Linked DNA regions of Mus musculus: region 1 is linked to region 2. A link is a contact called in public Hi-C data. All regions are on one chromosome and are shown on one strand. Each heading gives the region's core, a stretch centred on a gene start, on an enhancer-like site or on the middle of the called end of the contact. The rest is flanking DNA. Distances are from core to core; before and after follow the strand shown. Region 1 has its middle 29 kb from the start of Gm25880. Region 2 has its middle 75 kb from the start of Gm42360.

What was found. Hi-C and Micro-C count contacts between places; a contact is called where the count stands out from the background.
Region 1: a contact with region 2 is called in a Hi-C map of rod photoreceptor, with 2.5 times the contacts expected there. The contact joins two enhancer-like sites. A contact is called at or near these places in 3 of 484 Hi-C or Micro-C datasets (embryonic stem cells, nephron progenitors and rod photoreceptor).

What each region holds. Positions count from the first base shown.
Region 1 is chr4:153,903,352-153,906,972 of GRCm38.p6, forward strand. No RefSeq gene overlaps it. Among named protein-coding and RNA genes, the nearest start is that of Gm25880, 29 kb to the left of the region's middle. Within about 2 kb of position 1,975, at least 8 of the 459 cell types and tissues checked have an H3K27ac peak or open chromatin away from gene starts, as enhancers often do. A contact at or near this core is called in rod photoreceptor, where this site is marked.
Region 2 is chr4:153,691,575-153,695,414 of GRCm38.p6, forward strand. No RefSeq gene overlaps it. Among named protein-coding and RNA genes, the nearest start is that of Gm42360, 75 kb to the left of the region's middle. Within about 2 kb of position 2,542, at least 5 of the 459 cell types and tissues checked have an H3K27ac peak or open chromatin away from gene starts, as enhancers often do. A contact at or near this core is called in rod photoreceptor, where this site is marked.

The DNA of each region.
Region 1 (3,621 bases), core at 725-3,224, 210 kb after region 2:
CACACCCTCTGTGTACTCTCATGATCCCCACCCATGTGCCTGCTCTGACTCCCCACCTCCACTGCTTGTAACACTGACAGGCTGGGGTTCCTGCTCCCCTTGACAGAGCAAGCCAGGGACTGTGCCTCCCAGGTGGGTGAGCTCCGTTCTCTTTGTCTTCCTCTTAAGACCAAGGAAAAACTGCTTTTCAGTTCCGTGTCTAACCTACTACTAAACCTGAGCCAGAATTACCTACACGGCATTTTCTTCCTCCTTGGAGCACAGTCACAATGGGTGACCAGATACCTATGGACTGCTCCATTTCCATGCCCCGGGTCCACCAGACCTGACATGTGCCATTGTCCCTGAAATGTGCTAAGACTCCAAAATGCCAGGCAACGCCAATTGCAGGAGCCGCTGACAGGCTGAAGAGGGACCGTTGCTCCCTGGGCAAAGAAGCAAAGTAGCTCCATGGGGGAGGCGAGGGAGGGGGGGATGGGATCCAAATTCCCAGAGTCTGACCCCCAGATCAGACTTGCTGTGTGATCTTAGACAAGCTTCTCTTGCTTCTCTGAGTGGGCTCCAAGCCTACAAAAGAAAACAATCCCTGTGGCCCTGACCTTCCAGGGCTTTGAAGGAATCATGGACATCCCTGTGCTTAGCCCACAGTAGCAAGTTATTTAGAGATTCTGAGAAAGGTGGATGGGGCTGGACTCTGTAGCCGGTGCCCAGGTTTTCTGAAGGGTTCAGAATTCCCCCAGCCTAGTATTCCTCATCCGCAGGGGTCCTTCACCCGGACTTTCAACTCAAAACCCAACAGACTTGATGGCCAGCAGGAAAGAGGGGCTGAGGCCAGCAGCTGACTCCCTTTTGATCTTTATTTAAAGGAGGATTCAGAAATCCTGCAGCACTGAAAAAGCCTGAAGGGAGGCTACTGCAGGGACAGAATTTTTTAAGCAGGCAGATCAAAGAAGGCGGCTGCTCCTAGAGCTCCCCACGTCTGAAGCCACCCTTTCATCCCTCGCCCTGCCTCAAGGTGCCAGGTGATGAGGGTGAACCATCACAGCCATGTGTGCCAGGCCAGGGAGCCACCGCATTGAGGAAGCAGAAACGGTTGGGTCCCGAGAGCTCACGGGCCAGCCAGACTAGCCCTTTTTGAAGTTCCAGGCCAGGGAGAGACCTTGTCTCAAAAAATAAATAAATAAGATGGAGGAGCGGCTAGAGAGAGGAGTCCGCAGTTGAGAACCCCGGCTGCTCTTCCACAGACCCAGGTTCAATTCCCAGCTTACAGCCATCCGTAACTCTAGTTCCGGAGAGCTAACGCCTTCTTCCTCTGGCCACCACATGGACCAGGTATACATTTGACACACAGATATACATTCAGGCAAAATATGCACACAAAGTCTTAAAATTAATTATTTAATGAAAATAAAAATAATCATTACCATTATTGTTGTTAATAATAATAGTAATAAGAGGTCAACCTCTAGCCTTCACATGCGTGCATCTCTCACCCCCACCCCCACCCTTGCATGTGCCCCTCCCCCGCTCGCCAGTATCCCCTGCACCCACGTGGTACCCCACAGCCTTCTCTGTCCTGTCCACAGGGAAGTTCTGCCATCAGCAAGGTCACACCTACAGTTCGTTTCTCAGAGAGCGTCTGCCACCCACCCCTGTCATGTGCTCCTCTTCATCCCTTTGTTCACGAGGGGCGAGATTCCATCTCTTCTCTGGCTGGGAGATGTATAACTCAAGGGCGAAGCTGGCCAAGAGAAAACTAGGACAGACTTCTGAAACGTGGAGGAGCCCGCGATACCCTTCACAGGTGAACTGCCTACTGTCCCCCAGGGGAGCGCTTTGTTTTTTGATAAAACAGCTGACACTTGTCTCCGGGAGCTCAGAATGAAGAAACTGGGGCAGCAGCTATTTATCCTAGCCAGGGATTACAGCATCCTGGCCTGATATCCCCTGGGGATCCAGCTGACTACTCAACCAAAATACAAAATCGGGGCTCAGATGTGAGGCTTTTTTCGTGTGCCATGCAGTGGTTGGCCGGCATCTTTCTGTCTTTCTGACACAAGCAGGAGCCAAAAACAAGTTGCCAACAGGTGCCCAGCTTAGGTGCTGACCTCTGCTATCTGGATACAGAAGCTTCGTGCCCCTAATAATTCAAGTCCATGGGATATAGACGCTGCATGGGGGATTAGCATTGACCAGTAAAGACTTGGAGAGAGGTTGAGGAAGATCCAGGCTTCTGAGAAGGTGAGAAGCATGTAGAAGCTTTGGGATATAGACCCACATCCTGCCGGACAACCCCCATGTCACACACACACACACACACACACACACACACACACACACCTCACAACCGGCCTGGCTTCAGCACCACGACACTGGACAGATCCCCATCTCGCTCACTGGGCCCTGCTCTCTGAGGGCCTGCAGCCTTCTTGGGAGAGACTTAGACTACTTACTCTACCTTGTATTGGCAAAGCCCGGAAGTAAGGGAGAGATTTCCCTAGGGGGTGGGATGGGGGGCTGAAACACAGGGGGAGGGATTGTTGGGCGAAAGGCCCAGCCTCACTTCGATCAGAGGCACTAGCGTAAGGGGATACACGGAGCTCACAGGGTCCTCCCTAGAACCGAAGCTCAGTTAAACAGCTGTGTCGAATTAAATAAGTAATAAATAAATCCCAGCAGTGGTGGGTTCGCTACCCATCTCAATGGTTTCCATTCTAGATTGAAAGACATACACACAGTCTTTACATTTTGATATACCTTAATCAGTACAATAGCTGGGCCACTCCCTAACCTCCATACAGGTAATCCACCTCCCAACAATAACCCCGAGGTATTACTTACTAAATTCTATATTCCATCTTGGCTGCTCTGGATCGAGAGGGCTGCCCAACCAGGCTGCACTCTGTTCCGCGCTCTGGGCCACGCTCTCCCGGCTCCTTCCCACGGCCATGCCTCTCTGTCCTGCACTCTTCTCAGGCATGATGTCTCTCCTCTCCTCCACGTTCTCCCCGCCTGGCAGATCTACTCTCTTTCTCGCCCTCTCTCCCAGTCCCAAGCTCGGGAAAATTAAAAAACAAAACAAAACACCTCTGTCTGTCCTTCCCAGCTATTGGCTGTTGGCATTTCTATTTACCAACTGGGGGTAGGTTCCAAGAAGCTATGTGCAGACACTCCTGTAAGCAGTTTTGGGGACCCAGCATTAGGTCAAACCCACTACACAGCTGCAGTCAACCTGTTGCGCTACCGTCCTGCCTGGTCCATGCTTGCTGTCTCTGCCTCTATTTCTCAGTACCAGTTACCAGGCAGCAGCTGCACTCCAGTTCTAAGCCAGGGCTCTGCTCCTGTGGAAACCCAGAGTGATCCACAGTGTAGAATACATGAGGGTTCTGAAGAAAGGATCTTTGGTGTGCTTGGCAACCCCCCCACACACACACACACAAACACACACACCAGAATACTCAAGACCATTTATCATTAAATCCTTGGCACAGAACCTTCAATATGGATCTGGTCAGTTATCAACAAAGACCTCATCATAATGTAGTCACTGATGTCACTTGAGTTAGGCCTCTCAGGCTTAACATTTGAAGTGCTAGCATTCTGTAAGTGATGGGGACTTCC
Region 2 (3,840 bases), core at 1,292-3,791:
GACAGGAACTCTCAATATAGCCCTGACTGGAACTTAGTATGCAGACCTGCAGACCAAGCTAGCCTCAAACTCATAGAGAGATCCAGCCTTGAACTCAAAGATATCTGTCTTCCTGGAATTAAAGATATATGCCACCATGCCCATCAAGAGTTTGGGTATTGAATGTCTCCCAAAGTTCACATGCTAAAGGACTGTCCCTGACTGGAAGACGGAGGAGCCTTAGGAGGTGGGACCTGGGGAGGGGAGGAAGTTAGGTCATTGGGGTGGCCTTGAAGAGGGAGTGGTCATTCTCTACCTTCCTCCCTCTCTACTTCCTGGATGCCACATAACAAGCAATTGTATTCCACAAGTTCCCTGCAATATGACCCTGCCTCACCACAGGCCCAATAGCCAAAGCCAAGATGAATTTTCCCTCCTTTAAGTTAGCTCAAGTACATGGTCACAAAGACAAAGCCAGCTCACACACAGCCCAACCCCTGACAAAGAGGGGCGCAGCTATGCAGTGCAGCTCCCAGCCCTCACAGTGCTCCGGTGAAGTTCTGTGGAGAGCCTTGCTGCAAGCAATCGCGTGCGTGCTGCCAGTAATCGCTGTGGAGAGCCGTGCCGCGAGCAATCGCCATTATAAGATGGCGCTGGCCTCCGCTGTGCCTAACTAGTAAACAAGCCTTGTACGCAGGTGCGAGAGTGAACTCACTCCTAGTCACTCCCATTCTCGGGGTGTAATAGTGGGGTGATGGGCGAGCAACGAATCAGGAGCTGTCACGCCATATCAGGAGCTGAAACGTCACACTGTGGGCTATAAAAGTGGCGCCATTTTCCCAGTTCGGGGTCTTCCTGAAGAAGTAAGCAATAAAGCTTTTGCCCGGAAGATTCCGGTTTGTTGCGTCTTTCTTGCCGGTCGAGTGGGACACAATAAAGTTCCTCTCCACACACGCCACAGGGGCCTGCGTGATCTTCATAAGCTAAGTCCTGTTCACACTACTATCCGCTCCTCCCTTGGTTTCCTTCCACCAACCCCTCCTGTCAGCCACTGCCTGGGGGGCCTTCACGATGACTGGGTCGGCTGCCTGGGAGTCTCTCCTTCGTTCTTAGTCTGCAGAGTTCCTGCAACAAAGTAGCTAAAGGAAGCTAGAAGCCCACACAGTTAACGTGCTGCAGGGTTGATAGGGTTGTGAAGGAGAGGTTGCTCCTGAACGTCAGAGGACAGATCCCTGCTCTGGGCCCATGTGGAGAAAGAAAGTTTGGCTGTCATCTTCTAAGGACACGGTTCCTGTTATTTGACCTAGATCCAGAGAGACCAGAGTCCCCACTGAGCATGCTCAGGGTTGATTCTCCACAGGCACCACCCCCCAACCCCATCCCATTAAACCTGAAAATTGTAAGAAAGAGACTAAATCCACTATAATCCAATTAGAGCAAGCTTTATTAAATACTAGCTAGGAAGATGGACACTGGCCAGTTCCATACCCAGGATACTCAGAGAATAGCACTGAATTAAGTTAGTCAGGGGCTCATAAAGGCAAACCCCACAAGGCTATGGTGGATGCTTCCTGCTGCCATCCATTCAGTGGCAAGCATGCATTCTGACGTACTTCCTGCCTACGGACCCCCACCTCTGCGTGATCAAGCACATCTGTGCAGTTGGGGCAATCAACCTTATTTACCGAAGTGAAAACACGTGGCTTGCTATCTTATATGAACAGCAGATACACACACACACACACACACACACACACACACACACACACAACACACACACACACACACACACACACACACACACACACACACACACACACACACACACACACACACACACACCCCTGCATTCCAGAATACTATCTGTGCTTACAGGTTAATGTCAGCCCTTACAACCCCACCCCTCCCCCATATCTGCTCAGTTAGCATCAGAGCTATTTGTTTAGATTCATTCCAGGTTTGCAGTGTAGAACCCAGGCTGGAAAAATAGGATAGGCCCAGAGCCACAGGGAAGCCGAGCTCAGACAACCTGTTTCCCCCCACCCCACCCATTCCCAGGTACTTAAGAAGAAATTCATGCACAGTGATTGAAGGGGCCACGGATCCAGGGTGTAGTTCTGACCTAGGCAAGGGAGAGCAGGGTATGGCATCCAGATTCCCTCCCCTACTGGCATCTCCTACCTACCTATGAACAGGGAGTTCTGCCAGATGTGGGGCCAGGCTGCCTGGTCCCCCTGAGTCAGCCCCCTGAGGAGCTGGTAGGGACACCTTGCTGGAAACCCTTCACAGACAGAGGCTGCATCAGAGCTTAGCTGTACTAACTTATTATCACCCCACTATGACCCTTGGACTGATTAAGCCCTGTGATATCACCCTTGAAAAGAAATGCTCAGAGAGCAACACCCCTCCGTGGCCTCCACCTCCTGGCTCTTCGAGAGGAGAATGGTTTTGCAGAGAGAGCCCGGGTTAAGCCCGCAGAACGAGGGCTTAAAAGGCTTCCAAGAGCTTCCAGCAAACAGCCTGAGGATGTCACCCAGCACGGCCCTGGACCAGAAGCCTGAGCAAAATCAATACTGACTCAAAGGGCAGGCTGAGCCTGGATTAGCCCAATTGCTAGCTCCGTTGAGCAGAGTCCAGACTCTCGTGTTTTCTCGAAATCGGGAAAGAGATGACAAGCCTTGGCATTATTACCAGGGCATCAGAGCCACCTCGAACCAAATTCGTGTCCCACGGGTCCAAGCTAGCTCTCACAGGGAGCAGTAACTGCTCTCCATGACAGGAAGTGTGCACAGGCTGCATCTGCACACACTGCGGCCCTGCAATTCTGTCTCTTCCTGAACTGTTACTAGGCCTGAGATGAGACGAAGGAGGTCATTACAGAATGGAAACATGAAGAGAGGAACTCAGTCCGTTTACTGTCAGGTAGGTGGCCTTCTGTCCTGTGCAGTCCTGTGATGTCAGAAGTGACTTGTGGAGAATAGCCCTGCTTTCTCCTCATTCTTCTTGGAGCTACCCACCCAGACATCACCTCCATGCCTGGGGACCTCCATCCTGTCATCATACCCAGACAGAGTGGAGTCCAGGGCTGTCAGAAGACCCTGTTGTCTTCCAGAGCAGTCTGTAACAAAACTCCCATCAGGAATGACAGACAGGGTTCTATGACCCTGTGGTTTGGAAGTTGGAGCCTGTGCCCTTCCCACCCTCAGGAGCTTCCTCCTGCCTCTTCCAGCTCTCCATGGCTCTCTCCCAACTTGTCTGGATTCTGAATAAGTTCAGCTTTCACCTCCATCTCCACAAAGCCTTTATCCTGGTGTCTTGCTGGATCCTCTCCCCTCTTGTTTCTTATAAGGACACCAGCCATTTGGGTTAGAGCCGTCTGGGCTGTGTAGGCTGTCTTCATGTCAAGAGTTAGGGTTCCATTCCCCAGCATGGCTGCGATCAGCTTTAAGGTGATGTCTAAGGTATAAAAAAACAGGAAGTGCATAAGAGCTGGAGCTGCAGAGCTCATTCTGGAACATTCTGACACCAAGTGAGGTGATGTGGAGCCCAGTGGAAATATGTGTTTAGTGTTTAATATCTAACATGCTGTGTTGTGGACCTTGCTATCCAGCGAAGAAATCGCACAGAATGAAATCACACAAGAAACAAACCTGGGAAGGAAACCTACTCTGGATTGATGCTGCACTCCACCCTATAAAGCAAGCAAGCATGGCTAACCTGGGCTACGCTCTAAGGTGCTTCTTTTCACACTAAAGGAAGAAGTAACTAACTCGAGGCTGAGCAGGAAGAAGGGTGTGGCCCATGTCTACAATGCTCAGTGTAGCCCTACAGCTGTGGACCAGGCCAGGGAGGGCCCAGGCC